Linked DNA regions of Gossypium hirsutum: region 1 is linked to region 2. Evidence: chromatin contacts called from public Hi-C data. All regions are on one chromosome and are shown on one strand. Each heading gives the region's core, a stretch centred on a gene start, on an enhancer-like site or on the middle of the called end of the contact. The rest is flanking DNA. Distances are from core to core; before and after follow the strand shown. Region 1 holds the start of LOC107948917 (CASP-like protein 5B2). Region 2 holds the start of LOC107948921 (probable LRR receptor-like serine/threonine-protein kinase At3g47570).

Region 1 (7,156 bases), core at 2,169-4,668, 260 kb before region 2:
CAAATGGAAAAGAAAATAACTTTATATATTGAAAAGGTGCTGGCCATCAGTGTCCCAGCATCCCAAATTTCTTTCCTCAAATCTGATACAAGGATGTCAGTCATTAGTGTCCTAGAACATGAAATTTTTTTCAGTCCCCGAGAAAGCTGAAGCCGACCATCTAGTACCCCCAACCCAAAATTTTTTTATCTAATAAAATGGGTGCCAGCCATCAACTAGCCGCATCCAAAAAATAAAATTAATTCTTTATCTATAAAAGTGGTGCCAACCATCAGGGTCCCCTAACCTAAATTTTTTTTTCAAATATTGGTGTACTTTACACCAATATGATACGGGTGTAAAACAAATATGAGGGTGCTGGCCATTTAGGTCCCCCAACCCCAAAAAATAATTTTTTAACACTGGACTAAATTATCAGGTGACGATTGAGACAAATATCGAGGTGGTGCCGGCCATTTAAGTCCCCCCACCCTAATTTACTGTTCATTTTAGATTATTTGGGTGATTGTTTTTGAACTTGGGTCATTTGTGTAATTAATTATTTTTTGGGTCATTTTTGTCAAATAGCCTTAAGTCCCCCCCAATCCCAAAAATTAATTTTTTTTTAAACCTGGCACAATCATCAAGTGATTATTGGGTCAAAAATCAAGGTGGTGCCAGCCATTAAGTCTCCCAACCCAAAAAAAATTATTTTTTTAAGCCTAACACAATCATCAGGTAATAATTGGGTCAAAAATCAAGGTGGTGCTGGTCATTAAGGGTTAGTTTGACAATACTTTTGAAAAGTGCTATGGAAAAGTGCTTTTGAGAAGTACTTTTGAAAAGTTTGGTTTAAAATTTGAGTGTTAAGCATTGCTGTCAAAAAGTACTTTTGAGAAATAAAATGTCCATTTTAGACATGTTATTATCAAGTAACAAATATGCATTTAAATAAAATTTAAATTAGTTAATATTATTATATTTTAGTAAGAATATAAAAAAATTATTATAACTTGTTAATATTTTAATATATGGAATCTAAATTTTAAATATTTTTAAGTAATAAATATTAATTACTTATAAAATTTAATTAGAATATATAAAATAAATTTTAAATATTTAAAAATAACCATTAAATATTTGTAATTAGTATTTTAAAAAATATTTTTTATTTTTAATTAATGATTTTAACACATTTGTAGTTAAGCACCAAGAAAAAAAAGGGAAAGTACTATATTATTGGAGGGGTGAAAAAGTAATTAAGCACTAAAAGTGTTATTGGGAGAGAAAAAACTAAAAATTTTAGTTTCTTTTTTTCAGAAATACTTTTCAGAAGTAGTTTTAAAAAATCAAAAATTTTAGCAAAAAACAACTTATTCTGCACAGCTTTTCTTTCAAAAGTACAAGTTAAAAATGCTTATTTTAAGCACAGAAAAATAAGCCCTAAGTCCCCTAATCTAATTTTACTATTTATATTAAATTATTTGAATGATTATTTTTGAATTTGGGTTATTTTTATAATTATTTATTTTTGAGTTATTTTGGTAAAATAACGGCAAGTTACTTATTCCTAGCCCTGCCATCTATTGAAGACTTCCAAACTGCTGGTATACTGTCGCTTTCGTGGTCTCCAAGCAGTCAAGGTAAGGACTATAGATGCCTTTTGTTGGAGGTAATGAAAGTATATTTTGAAGTCTACAGTAGAGAAAGTGAGAGATAAAAGGAAAAAAAAGATTGAAAGAATTTTAATCAAAGATAAATGTGATAAGAGACAAGAGTGAATGAAATTTATTTATTTTATTTGATATCCAAATTCCAACGGCTATCGTTATTGACTTTTTTTTAGTTATATTAGTAAAAATATTATATTCCTCAAAAAAAAATTTATGATTGATTTTTAATCAATGGACCAATTAAATTAATGATTTAATTAATTTAATCGTGGATTCAATTTTAAATATATTATTAAAATTATCAATAAAGAAAATTGGTTAGGTGGAACATGCCCAAAAAACACAAAAATTAGCAAAGATTCTATTGGAGCAGAAAAACTTGGATGCATTTTGCTCATACTAATTTGTATCACTCGTAGCACTAACTGTGTTAAATTAAATAATTTAATTAAGCTCATCTACAATTTTTATAGGGTGAAACTCAGCGTTAAAAGTCCCAAGGTCTCATAGGTTAGCGTAGCTGTTAGGAGCTGTCGGTTCGTCATATTGCTGATTGGTCAATTTGTACTTATATTATGAATTTAGTATTTATATTTTAATTTAATTATTTTCAATTCTTATATTTTTAGAGTTTAAAGATTTTAGTCATAATTAAATTATAATTACTAAATTTATTAATTTTTATTATTTTTAAAATATGATATGTCATATATATTATCTCATGTGTAATATTATGCATGTTTGATATTTTCACATATCACTAAAAAAAATAATAGATTTAACGATTGTCGTTTGACTTAATATTAAAATTTTAAAATTCAAAAAATATAGCTACTAAAAATGATTCAATTAGTGAATGTGGACTAGATCTATAATTTTACAAAAAAATACAAATTAATAACATAAATTTAGCTGGTATCATTAGATTAAAACTAAAATTTTAAAATTTAGAAAATACAAGGAGTAGTAGCAAAATTTGACGTTGCTGATTTAACTTGACGCAGATAGGTTGCTATTAGGAGGGAAGTAAATTTGTTATGGTGTTATAATAGCAGTTGAAGTTAGTTAAGTATGCATTATAAATTGACTGCTTTTGGTTTTTTTAAAATGAAACGAATATCAAATTATTGAAATCAAGAAAGAGAATGGGTTTTAAAATTCGAACTAAAGATGCTTTCATTGGAAAGCCAAAGCTGGTATGCTTGGCACCGATAGGCTGCTAAGGTCCAAGGCCTAGTCATTACGCCTATAATTGAACATTATCCGTGATTCTTTTTTCGTCTCCAAAAGTCCAAGACCCATGGCCCAGACCGACCCATCCTCATTAATTCATAACAACTTGTTCAACATTTCTTTCTTTACTAGTCCCTCCTTTTTGTCTAAAAAGAAGGACAAAAAGGAAAGAAAAGTTCATTTAGTTAGTAGTCTGTCACTCACTTGCCCTAAATTGAACCCACTAAACCGATACTCATAATAATTACTTATTTTGCAGTATAATTTTTTAAAAATTCATTTTAGTTTTTTTTTAATTTTTAAATTTAAATTTTTATTAAATCAACTTAAAATAATAAAATTTTTTAATTTTTTAAAAATTTTATTGAATATGGATTGTTATGTGAATGACACAAGTCTAAAAAATTTTAAAAAATTATTTTTATAATTTTTACTTTTTTTTGTTAATTTTAATTTTTTTAATTTTTAAAAATAGTTTACTTAATTTAATAGTGATGTATCATTTTCATAGTGATTCACATTTATGCCATATCAATAAAATTAACCTACCTTCGTTTTGAAGTGAGTAAACAAAAATTATAACCTTCAATCATTTTAAGCTGATTAAACAAAAAAATTATAAATTTAAAAATTAATAAAGACGAAAATAAATAATTTTTTTTATAAAATTTAAGGATAAAAGAGACATTATTCCAAACCAAAAACATTCTCCTTCTCTTTCTATTCATCGAATCAAGACCATCAATGTCACCAATTTTATAAATTATGATCTGCTAAATTATAATTTCAGGGTATTTCTTAAATCATACGTTTTTTTTTTAAAATTTTATCAGTTTGGTCCAAACTCCAAAATTCCCTTTCCATATTACCTTTTTTAAAATGTTCAACCAAAAAAGAAATTGTTTTGGACTCTGGATTTGAGTTCCATTAATGGAAGGACTCTAAGATTCTTGGGTTTCTTTCCCTTTTCTGCAAGTAGGACCCTTAGAGTTTAGGCGATAGGGTTGGGGACCTTTTAGATTGAAGTAAGAGGATGAAGGAGTTGATTGGGAGTCCAGGAACGGTGAGTGGATTAACACTAAGGGTAACCCAATGTGCTTTTGCTGCTGCTTCCATTGCACTCATGGTCTCTGCCTCTGGTTTCTCTACCTACACTGCATTCTGGTACTTCGTTTTTTCATTTTTCTTCATTCGGCTTTGCTCTCAAATTTTACCTTGTTAGAATTAATGGGTTTTTTTTTGTGTGTGTGTTTGGGGGGGGGGTGCCATTGTTCCAGTATTCTTGGGTTTAATCGTTGACAAAATTTTAGTTAAAATGGTTTGTTTGAATCGGAATCATCTTAAAGCAAACATTGATTGCTGGGCAGCAAGATTAGGTAGGCAAAACTGTTCATGAAAGGTTATTTCCTAAATGGGTAGAAAGAATAGGAAAAATAGAAGGTGAAATTGACCTGACTTTTTAGACGTGTGGACTTCTACCTCTTTGCATCTTATAAAGTGATGTGTGTTTTACTTCAAAATTTGTTTTTACTCTACTATTTAGTAGCTGATTTTGATGTTCTAGTTCTTCTAGTTTGAATTTATTGGATGAAATTTAAGTTCTAGATTTCTACTTTGGTATTTTGCATGAGAAGTGGGTTTCAATTTTAAGTTTAGCTTAATTTTTTCCTAGTTTTTTTTAATGATTTTCCATATGTTGGTTGAGAAGCTAAGAGGGTTTAATGTTAAAAGTATGGGATTTTTCTACCTTCAGTTAGTAATGTCAAAGGTATGGTTTTTTACTATTCAGAGAAATGTATAGGATGCGTGCATAAACTTCTAGTGTACCGATTCTTCCAGAATTGGGTTTTAAGCTGAATATGAAGTTGTGTAAATTTAGCATCTGGTAATTTACTTTGTTAAGCAGAAGCAATCATCTATCATCCAATGTTATTGCAACAGTGGAGCTAAAGAAATCATAAACATGTCTGATTTGCTATATTTGGAGCTTGGTTGTTTAAAGTGTATTATTGCTCTTATAATGGCGGAACTGAGTGCTTCTATTAGGCATAAGGGCAGGAAAATGAACGGAACTCTATGAAGCTTTTCTGCTACTATGCATAGTGCAGTAATGGTGGTTCCCCGAGTCTTTGTTTCAAGATTTGTGTGCCTGCTAATAGTGACAGTCTAACAGAGCCATTCATTTGTCTGAATTACGTTCAAGAGACTCTGGTATAATATATGTCTGAATAAACTTAAGTTCGAAGTTGACTGAAGCTGTGTAACTCTCTGTTAAGCATCTTTATGCATGTTTGATCTTCTAAGGTTCCATTTAGTTGGTAGTTTTACTTTTAGCTATTTGTCCCTTGCTTTCAGTTCATATTTTTATTTTCTTTTTACTTCTAATTGAGAAAAGAAAAAGCAAAAGCATCCATCAAAGCCAAGATGCAACTTTGATCGAATAGAAATGCACTTCAATTGTATTTTCTGCACATTTGATGTTTATAATGCTCTCTGTTTCAGCTATTTGATTGCATCTATGGGGCTTCAACTACTATGGAGCTTTGGACTTGCATGTCTTGATGTTTATGCTTTAAGGAGAAAAAGAGATCTTCAGAATCCAGTTTTAGTGAGCCTCTTTGTTGTAGGTGATTGGGTATGAAACTGTTCTCTAATAATCCTCTCTTATCTCCTTTAGCCACTAAATGGATGCATCAACAATGATGTAAATCGGGTTTTCGACCATATATTTCCTGCTAGTTGCTGTATTTGTCATAGTCCTCGCCAGCTATTCTTATTTGTTCATGTTAATGCTGTCTGTGATCCCACAAGTGGTTAATGGCTGTTCTTATTCTATCAAAAAACAACCTTTCTATATATTACATTGCTAGTTTCTGTGACCACCTTTTCATATTTTGTAATGGCCATAGAATACAATCTTACACTGATGCAGGGGTCACTGTCTGATCTGTATATGAACTCCCTATGCATTTTGCTTGATTTTTTTTAAGGGCCGCAAGCAATTGTTATTTTCAGTATTGGCAACTCTGCAAATAGCTCTTCAGCTGGGATTGTATATCACTTGGCTAATCCTTGTTGAATGTACAGGTGACAGCTATGTTATCACTGGCAGCTGCATGTTCATCAGCTGGTATTATAGTCCTATATGCAAGAGACTTGGAATTCTGCAAGGCTCAAAGTCATATCCCATGCCGGCAGTTTGAAATATCGATAATTTTGGCATTTATCACGTGGCTTCTAATCGCAATGTCATCTCATGTCATGCTCTGGATCTTAGCCTCTTTCTAGAGGTCTAAGGGATTCCCATACAAGCACATGACAGCATCTCCTATTTGACATGTAAATCCTTTGTTTTTTTACTTTGATTTTGACAATTTTGGAGAATTCGAGTAGTTCTGCCGTTTGCCTGTGCACATTTAAGCATTTTTTGTTTTAGTACTCAATTTCATTCAAAAGTTACTTGTTCTGACCCTAATTTTCAACAATTAACTAACAATACTGTCAAATACTTGTGGATCTTTTGTTGCTTTTTGTGATCTTAACGAAAGTCTTGATTTGAAAGAAATGCGAACTTCCTTTTCTTACATCTTCCAACAGATAACATTTTTGTCTAATGTTGAATTCTACCATGTGTAAACAACATTCATCAAGCCTATCCCCGCTATATTTCATATAATAAATCTTACAAATTTCCAGGGCCTTTGATTATCCTGAAGATAACATTCATTAAGATATACCTAAAGTTATGTTAACACCACAAGATTCAGTCTGAACAAAAACTATCCCAACAGCATCATTCTGACAGGATAAGAGAGGCTGCTATACAACAATGGAAAAGATTCTAAATACAATTAACTCGATACTTGAATAACATTTAAACTAAGTGTACACAACGTCATAAATTTGTTGTCTGTATTTCTTCCTCTATTTTTTCTCTTTGCTTTTGGTTAATGACATTCCAAAATGAGAAATGAGATTGCTCCCTCACAAGTGTATAAGGTTGTCTCTGCATCCGGTCATCCACCAAACATGATGTTCACCGGTAACCAAAGGCCAGCAGCTATCCTTCAACTACAAGCCTACTGACACTCGGCCCTCGAACTTATTCCAACTGGAATTTGCCTAAGAATAACAAGAAAAGAAGGGAAACAAAAAGGGTAATGCAGACAACCAAATTGCAATTTCGAACTCTCAAAATGTTGATTCCAAGCTCAACCTTGTGATCACATGACAATTTCTGGCTTCAAAATACTAGACTTTATCTCCTTGTG
Region 2 (7,018 bases), core at 4,019-6,518:
TCACACGAAACCATAGGTTGTCACGATCGTGACACACAGTGTACATTGTGTTGGCCCGTGCCTTCGCCTTGTTAATTTCTTGCAATACCTTCCGTAACCATTCATAGCCTCCCTGCATTTGGCCTTTATAACTCGCTGCTCACTTTGGAAATAGTGTTGCCAAATAAAAATATGTCTCTCGCACAATCGAGGTTATCGGTAAATGACGCGTTCCTTTTAGAATAAAAATTATGCATTCAGCCAGGTTTGTGGTTATATGACCATATTGTAAGCCGTCATCGTATGCTTGTGTCCACTATTCGTTGGGTATGTTACAGAAGTAGTCTGCTCCTTGATCATTAACTGAACGCAAAATCCCCAACATCTCATGAAAACAGTCCTTATTGATCTTGTACCCTGCCAATATAAGTTGATAGTGAAAATTACATACCAATATTCCATTCAGAATAAATTGAATATTACAATCAAAAGTATATTAATAGAGATTAAATACCTATGTTGGTCACTTCCTTTTGTTTAGTCGTAGATCGATATTACCCGTAATAATTGGATGCAACGTGCCTTAGACAATAACGATGGTGTGTGTGATCTCATAGGCTTCCATGTCACTCAATTGCGGCTAGTATTCTAATGCCCCGATCCAATATAATGCAGATATCAGGTTGGGGGCGTACATGCCTTCTTAACCTAGAAAGAAAGAAATCCCAATCATCAGCTGACTCCCCATGTGTTATTGCAAACACAATTGGAAGGATTCTCTTACCGCCATCCTGTACCACAACTAGCAATAGCAGATGGGTATATCCATCATACATAAATGTACCATCAATTTGTACCAATGGCTTGCAGTACACAAATGCGTCTCGACATTGCTTAAAGCTCCAGAACAGACGTTTGAACATTTGGCATCCACGGAGCAATCGGTCGTTGTAGTACGCAGGGACCGTTTCAAACTCTGTCATGCAACCTGAGACGTACCTCTCTAGCACCTGACACCATTATCAAATCTCATTATATGAAGCGTCCCACCCATTATGCATCTTTTCCAATGCCTTTTGCTTAGCTATCCAAGCCTTGCAGTAAGAGGGCGTGTACCTTATTTGGCTATGAATACTAGCAATTATGCATGACACAGAAGTCCTGGGATCCGCCTTCAAAATTAGTAGTATTAAACTAGCTATCATGCCTAAATCCATCTTGGGATGATTTTGTGAAACACCTGTCAAGGAAGTATGTTAAATAATGCAAATTAAGTAATAACGTTATTATTCAAAACCCAAAAAACCCAGTGATACTGTACTGGCAACACAAGTATGTGGACCTTTATACTTTTTTATCTCCCACAAGCTTGTCTTTTTTCTTAAAAAATCCATTATTATTTTCCATGAACATTTACCGTCTTGCATTGCACACTTGGCCTCGAACTTCTCGGATTTAGATTTAACCACGTTTAATTAACCCCGTGATTGATGCTACGTTGTTTCAAAGCTCCAAGAAAACTATCCTTATTGGAAAACTTCTTACCAACTTCCAAATCACCCGAATCCAATGTCGAACCTGTACAGTCACGCATTCTGTGTGGTAGATCTGAAAACTCCAACGCATCATCTACCGATATATCGACATTATGTATGTGGGCTAGAGGCGAGTACGCATTGAATCGGATCTTCTTCTTCTTCATCTAAACCCCCTTCAACGTCTTCAGGTTCGGATGGAACAAGCTCTGGTTCAGAAAATAATGCAACTTCTACACCATTGGGGTCGGCCTCTTGAGGTGGATCCACATTGAACTTGTCATCCAACCCACCATCATCTGCAACGTACGAGGTCCCCTCGTCGGTGGACGTCATAGGGAGTACATTATCTCTTCTTGTGGTCATTTCGTAACGTCCCCAATCATATATAGATTACCAACCACTAGAAGTTGATGTTGTTCCCTAACATGTATTTCTAGCATTGAACATTAACCCATCGATGTGCATGTCTCATCCACTAACTAAGTGTCGTGCAGGAGTTGTGTTTTCCATACTGCCACCAAATAAGGGCGTTTCTGTGTTCTACCTCCCACTAACGGAGTTTCGGCTAAGGGTCGTGTATTCCTCTCGAACAATAGTTGATGTTGAATTTGCAAATGTTTCATTTGGCGATAAAAATTGAACATATAACTCAAGATAGGGTGATTCACTAGCGAGATGAGTCTGCACCATCGCCTTAAAGCTACGAACACCTTTGATATCAAATGAGTCATATGTCACGGGATCAATCGAAGCACAAAATCGATACTTAATAGAAGAAACCCTACTTGGCGTTGTTTCGAAGATTTTGCACTTAATTCTTTTACGAAATTCTGTAAAATCTATACTCTGGTTAAAAGCCATTCGCACTGTGTTCTTTGATAAAAAAACAACGTCGTTCTCTATGTCACAGACCTTACCACCATAGTAAATAACAACACTAATACATTCACTCATCTTCAATTTCTATTCTGCTTAGCCTCTCTAATTTTTCTTGTTGATACTTATGCAACCTGAGAATGATATTTGCCTCGTTTATAGCCTAAGGCCAAGTATGAGCTACTATAGAAAAAGAGCGTCCACGTGGGAGCTTTTTTTAGAAATTTTGCTGACATTGCATCCTGCTTGAAGTGTTTTTGACACTATTTGTTCAGAAACGTCTTCTCAAAATTATTTTTTCAGGAACAACTATAGCAAAAGAGCGTCCACATGGGAGCTGTTTCTGTATTTTTGCTGACAGTGCATCCTGCTTACAGCATTTTTGACACTATTTGTTCAGAAACGTCTTTTCAAAATTATTTTTTCATGGTAAAAATAGTCAATTTTGTTAAAAAAATAAACATAATGTTATTTTAAAAAAACTAAACCCTAATTTAATTAATTTTAACCCCAAACCCTAATTTAATTTATTTAAAATCTTAGAACCCTAATTTAATTAATTTTAAACAAAAAATATAAACCTTAATTTAATAAACTCGAAATGCTAATTTAATTTATTTTAAACCCTAACTTAATTTATTTAAAATCCTAACTTACTTAATCTATTTAAAAAATATAAACCCTAATTTAATAAATCCTAAACCCTAATTTAATTTATTTAAAATAGTAACTTAATTTATTTAAAATCCTAGAACCCTAATTTACTTAATCTATTTAAAACCATAAACCCTAAGCCCTAATTTATTTAAAACCCTAACTTAATTTATTTAAAAACCATTAACCCTAATTTAAATAATTTTTATAAAATAACACTAAATCCTTATTTATTTTTAAAAACTATTAAAATTTTAAAACCCTAACTTGTTTTAACAAAAACCTAAATACTAAACGCTAACTTATTTTACCAAAATCCTAACCCTAAAAGCCCTAAAAACCCCATAGGGACTAAACATGCAAATATCCCTAACATCTAAAAACACGGAGAAAATTGCTCCCTTGAGGAAGCGTTTTTCACCACGTTAGCAAAACGCTTCCACGTAAGGGCATTTTTGGTTGATGTGGCAAAAAACGCTTCCTCAAAGGAGCGATTTCCTGGCTTTTCCCCTAAAACGTGGCCACGTAGGCGCTTTTAGTAAAAATTGGCCCTTTCCGGTAAATAATGGTATAATTGGTCCATTTCCGTAAATATGCATGGAAAATAGTTTTTTTAGGTAATTTAGTCATATAAAAGATGATTATTTAAAAATTTAAAATTTTAACACGAAAATTTATGTATATATATTAAAGTTAAATATTTTAAAAGACTATTTGATTAATCATGTTTAACAATTTTAGAGTTGGTTGAGATTTATATGTTAATGTTTGTTAAATCCATAAAAAATAATATTTTTATGTTTAAATAATAGTATAGGGAGTAGGATTGATCCCACAGAGATTGGAATATCTAAAATTGTTGTTTGGCTCAACCAGATTGAGTCTAGCTAGTTATCATGCTCACGACATGTGACTCTTGTGCAAAAATACAAAAGGGAAATTTAAATTTGATAAAAGTAGAAATAATAAATATAATTGAAATCGGAATAAGAGTAAAAATAAGCAGAAACAAAATTTAATTAAATAAACCGATATAATAAAATCAAATAATAAAAAAATCAACGATGTTGTTGACTTTTCAATCTTGCTTTTGTAACTAATAAAAGAACCAAATAGAATACTTAAAACTAGCCCATTTTTTTTTTTACAAATACAGGTTTCTAATTTAATTCATATATTGGACAAATTATCATATATAACATTAAAAATCTCCATCGATTCTTTCTAATCAAACTTTCCAATTTGTTATTATACTCCCAAGAAGTAGAAAGAACTCATTTAAGATTTAATTAAAATAAGCAGACTAAACATGTAAATTAGACTGTTATCATATACAAAAAAATATTTATATATTATATTAAAAGAAGTGAATTTAAATATATTAAAACATATTATCTGAATTAAAATAGAATTATAAATTATTGTAAAAGAATAGGTTTAAAAAGAGAAAAGAAAATGAAAACCATTGGTTGGTTGGAATATGGATTTTGAGCTTTAGAGAACAATGGATGTCCACTTAAATAGAAAATATCCTATTTAATGCAAGCAGCTATATCTGACTGACCAAATGTCCCATATTTGAGTTAATAAAATATATAACCCACCATCTATAATGTCGGTTGGTAATCATTTCTTGAAAACTTGCGTATTCTAGAGTGAAGAGAAATAAAAAGAAATCATTTTATCTATCTTTTCGAACTGGGACTCCATTCATCCATGTCAACCATTGACTTTAAATACCGGAAATTTTGACAACCCACTCAAAGTTTGAACGCAATATGGCTTCTCGTTGAAAGTCTTCAATCATGGTTGTGAAATCGTAATCGAATTGTTCAAAAGTCTCAGCTGGATCTTTTCCTGCAAAAAATAACCTCTGGGTTCACGTGAAATTTCCTCACTACTTTTACTATATGCCTTGTTAAATTTATAGGCATATATAAATCCGATTAAGGGAGATTACAATGTGACTTCGAGGGTGAACACCCATTACTTAGAAACCAAATATTGAAGTTGAAAGAATATTTGAAACAACTTGACTTAGAGAGGATAATCTGTATTTTTATTTTTGAAATTACAGACAACATCCTTATTTAATTATTATTATTATTTTTTTTTTAAAAGTAAATGGCGAAAAGACTCATAAAAGTTATTTCCATTCTTAAAAACATAGTTATGGTAAATAACCTACAACCTTTGCCTCATATATAGATAAATCTAACTCCATTTAAAGGACATCAACATGCAGGCAAATACGTTCAAAGCAATGATGTGAGTTCACATTCTTATAAGAAAAGATTGATTGTGATGGTGACAAATAATTAAAACCCCAAATTCAACGGTTTTCTTGTGGCCTAGAGTCAGCACTGTTTACTATCAACCTGGCTTGATTTGCAGTAACCATAAGCAACTACTTAAATATATACTTACGTCAGAAACTTCAGTATTTCAATTACTTGAAATTTGTTATAAACCCATCCTCCACCTCAATGTAGCCAAGCCTAAAGTAAACAGAAATGTCCACAAAAACCATCATTCTGATTCTCATCTGCCTCACTTTCCATCCACTGCTGGGTGGTTCCCAAGGCTTGCCAAGGTTCAACAACAATACGGACCAGGAATCGCTTCTTGTATTCAAGTCTCGGATAACTGATGATCCTCTTGGGGTTCTTGAGACGTGGAATCCCAGTTCTTCCTTGTGCAACTGGACTAGTGTAAATTGTAATGTCACTAAACAGAGAGTTACAAGTATCAACCTTGAAAACCTTGGCCTTGTGGGTACTATTGCTCCTCACATTGGTAACCTTTCTTTTCTTAGCTACCTCAACCTTCAAAACAACAGTTTTTCTGGAAGCCTTCCACAAGAAATTGGTCAGCTTTTCCGATTGAGAACACTCATTCTAGCTTCTAATCGAATTCGAGGAACAATACCGGCATCGTTAAGTTTATGTTCAAAGTTGTCTTATCTTGATCTGTCAATCAACATACTCGAAGGAACCATTCCAAACGAATTAGGTGCACTTTCAGAGCTTGAAGATGTATCCTTCATGCAAAATTTTCTCACAGGTCCTATTCCATCTTCTTTTGGGAATCTCTCTTCTTTGTCAAATCTAATTCTGAGGTCAAACAGCTTGAAAGGGCCTATACCAGAAGGGTTGGGTCGCCTTCCCTTCTTAATCAATCTTCAAATTGGCCTTAACAATATCTCTGGTGAAATCCCATGTTCATTATTCAATAGTTCCTCGTTGATTGTCATAGCCATGGCTGTTAATAGACTCACTGGTACCCTTCCCCGAGATACGTTTACTAATCAAACCAGCTTAACCACCTTTTTCGTGGGAGGGAATCTCTTGTCTGGTCGCATACCACCATCCATAGGCAATGCTTCAAGCTTAACTCGAGTTGATCTCGCAAACAACAGTTTCAGTGGCCAAATCCCATGGCTAGGGAACCTGCCAAACATTCAAATATTGAGCTTACAGAGTAATCAGCTGGTTAATGATGGAGCGGGTGGCATGGATTTCCTAGCTTCTTTGGCAAACTCTACCCAACTTCAAGTATTCTCCGTGGCGGAAAACCAGCTTACTGGTAAGCTTCCATCTTCCATAGGCAACCTCTCTAGACAACTTTCATTGTTGGTGATGAACAACAACTTTTTCCATGGAAGCTTGCCAGGAGAAATAAGCAATTTGGTCAACTTAACCCTGATTGCTTTCGAACACAATTCCTTAACCGGCACCATTCTACCTTCAATAGGAACTTTGCCAAACCTGCAGTACATTTTCTTACACGAAAACAAGTTCTCAGGAAAGGTACCAGAGTCTCTTGGAAACTTGACCTATTTAGCTGAAGTTCATCTAAGCAACAATCTTTTAGAAGGGACCATTCCTTCAAGCTTGGGAAACTGTCAGCGTCTTCAGTTGCTAGACCTGTCAGTGAACTTGCTTAATGGTACTATACCCGGTGATATATTT

Evidence for each region. A called contact is a pair of places that touch in the nucleus more often than the background predicts.
Region 1: a Hi-C map of leaf shows a contact between it and region 2, with 2.0 times the contacts expected there. The contact joins the promoter of LOC107948917 here to the promoter of LOC107948921 in region 2. A contact is called at or near these places in 2 of 34 Hi-C or Micro-C datasets (both in leaf).

What each region holds. Positions count from the first base shown.
Region 1 is chrA04:74,191,882-74,199,037 of Gossypium_hirsutum_v2.1, reverse strand. It overlaps LOC107948917 (CASP-like protein 5B2), which reads left to right and starts at 3,418. Exons shown (of 3, transcript XM_016883581.2): 1 at 3,418-4,049; 2 at 5,388-5,520; 3 at 5,973-6,340. The coding sequence starts at 3,919. The coding sequence ends at 6,173. LOC107948916 (mannose-1-phosphate guanylyltransferase 1) reads right to left here. Exons shown (of 5, transcript XM_016883580.2): 5 at 6,532-7,156. The coding sequence ends at 7,109.
Region 2 is chrA04:73,936,728-73,943,745 of Gossypium_hirsutum_v2.1, reverse strand. LOC107948921 (probable LRR receptor-like serine/threonine-protein kinase At3g47570) reads left to right here and starts at 5,268. Exons shown (of 2, transcript XM_041111374.1): 1 at 5,268-7,018. The coding sequence starts at 5,561.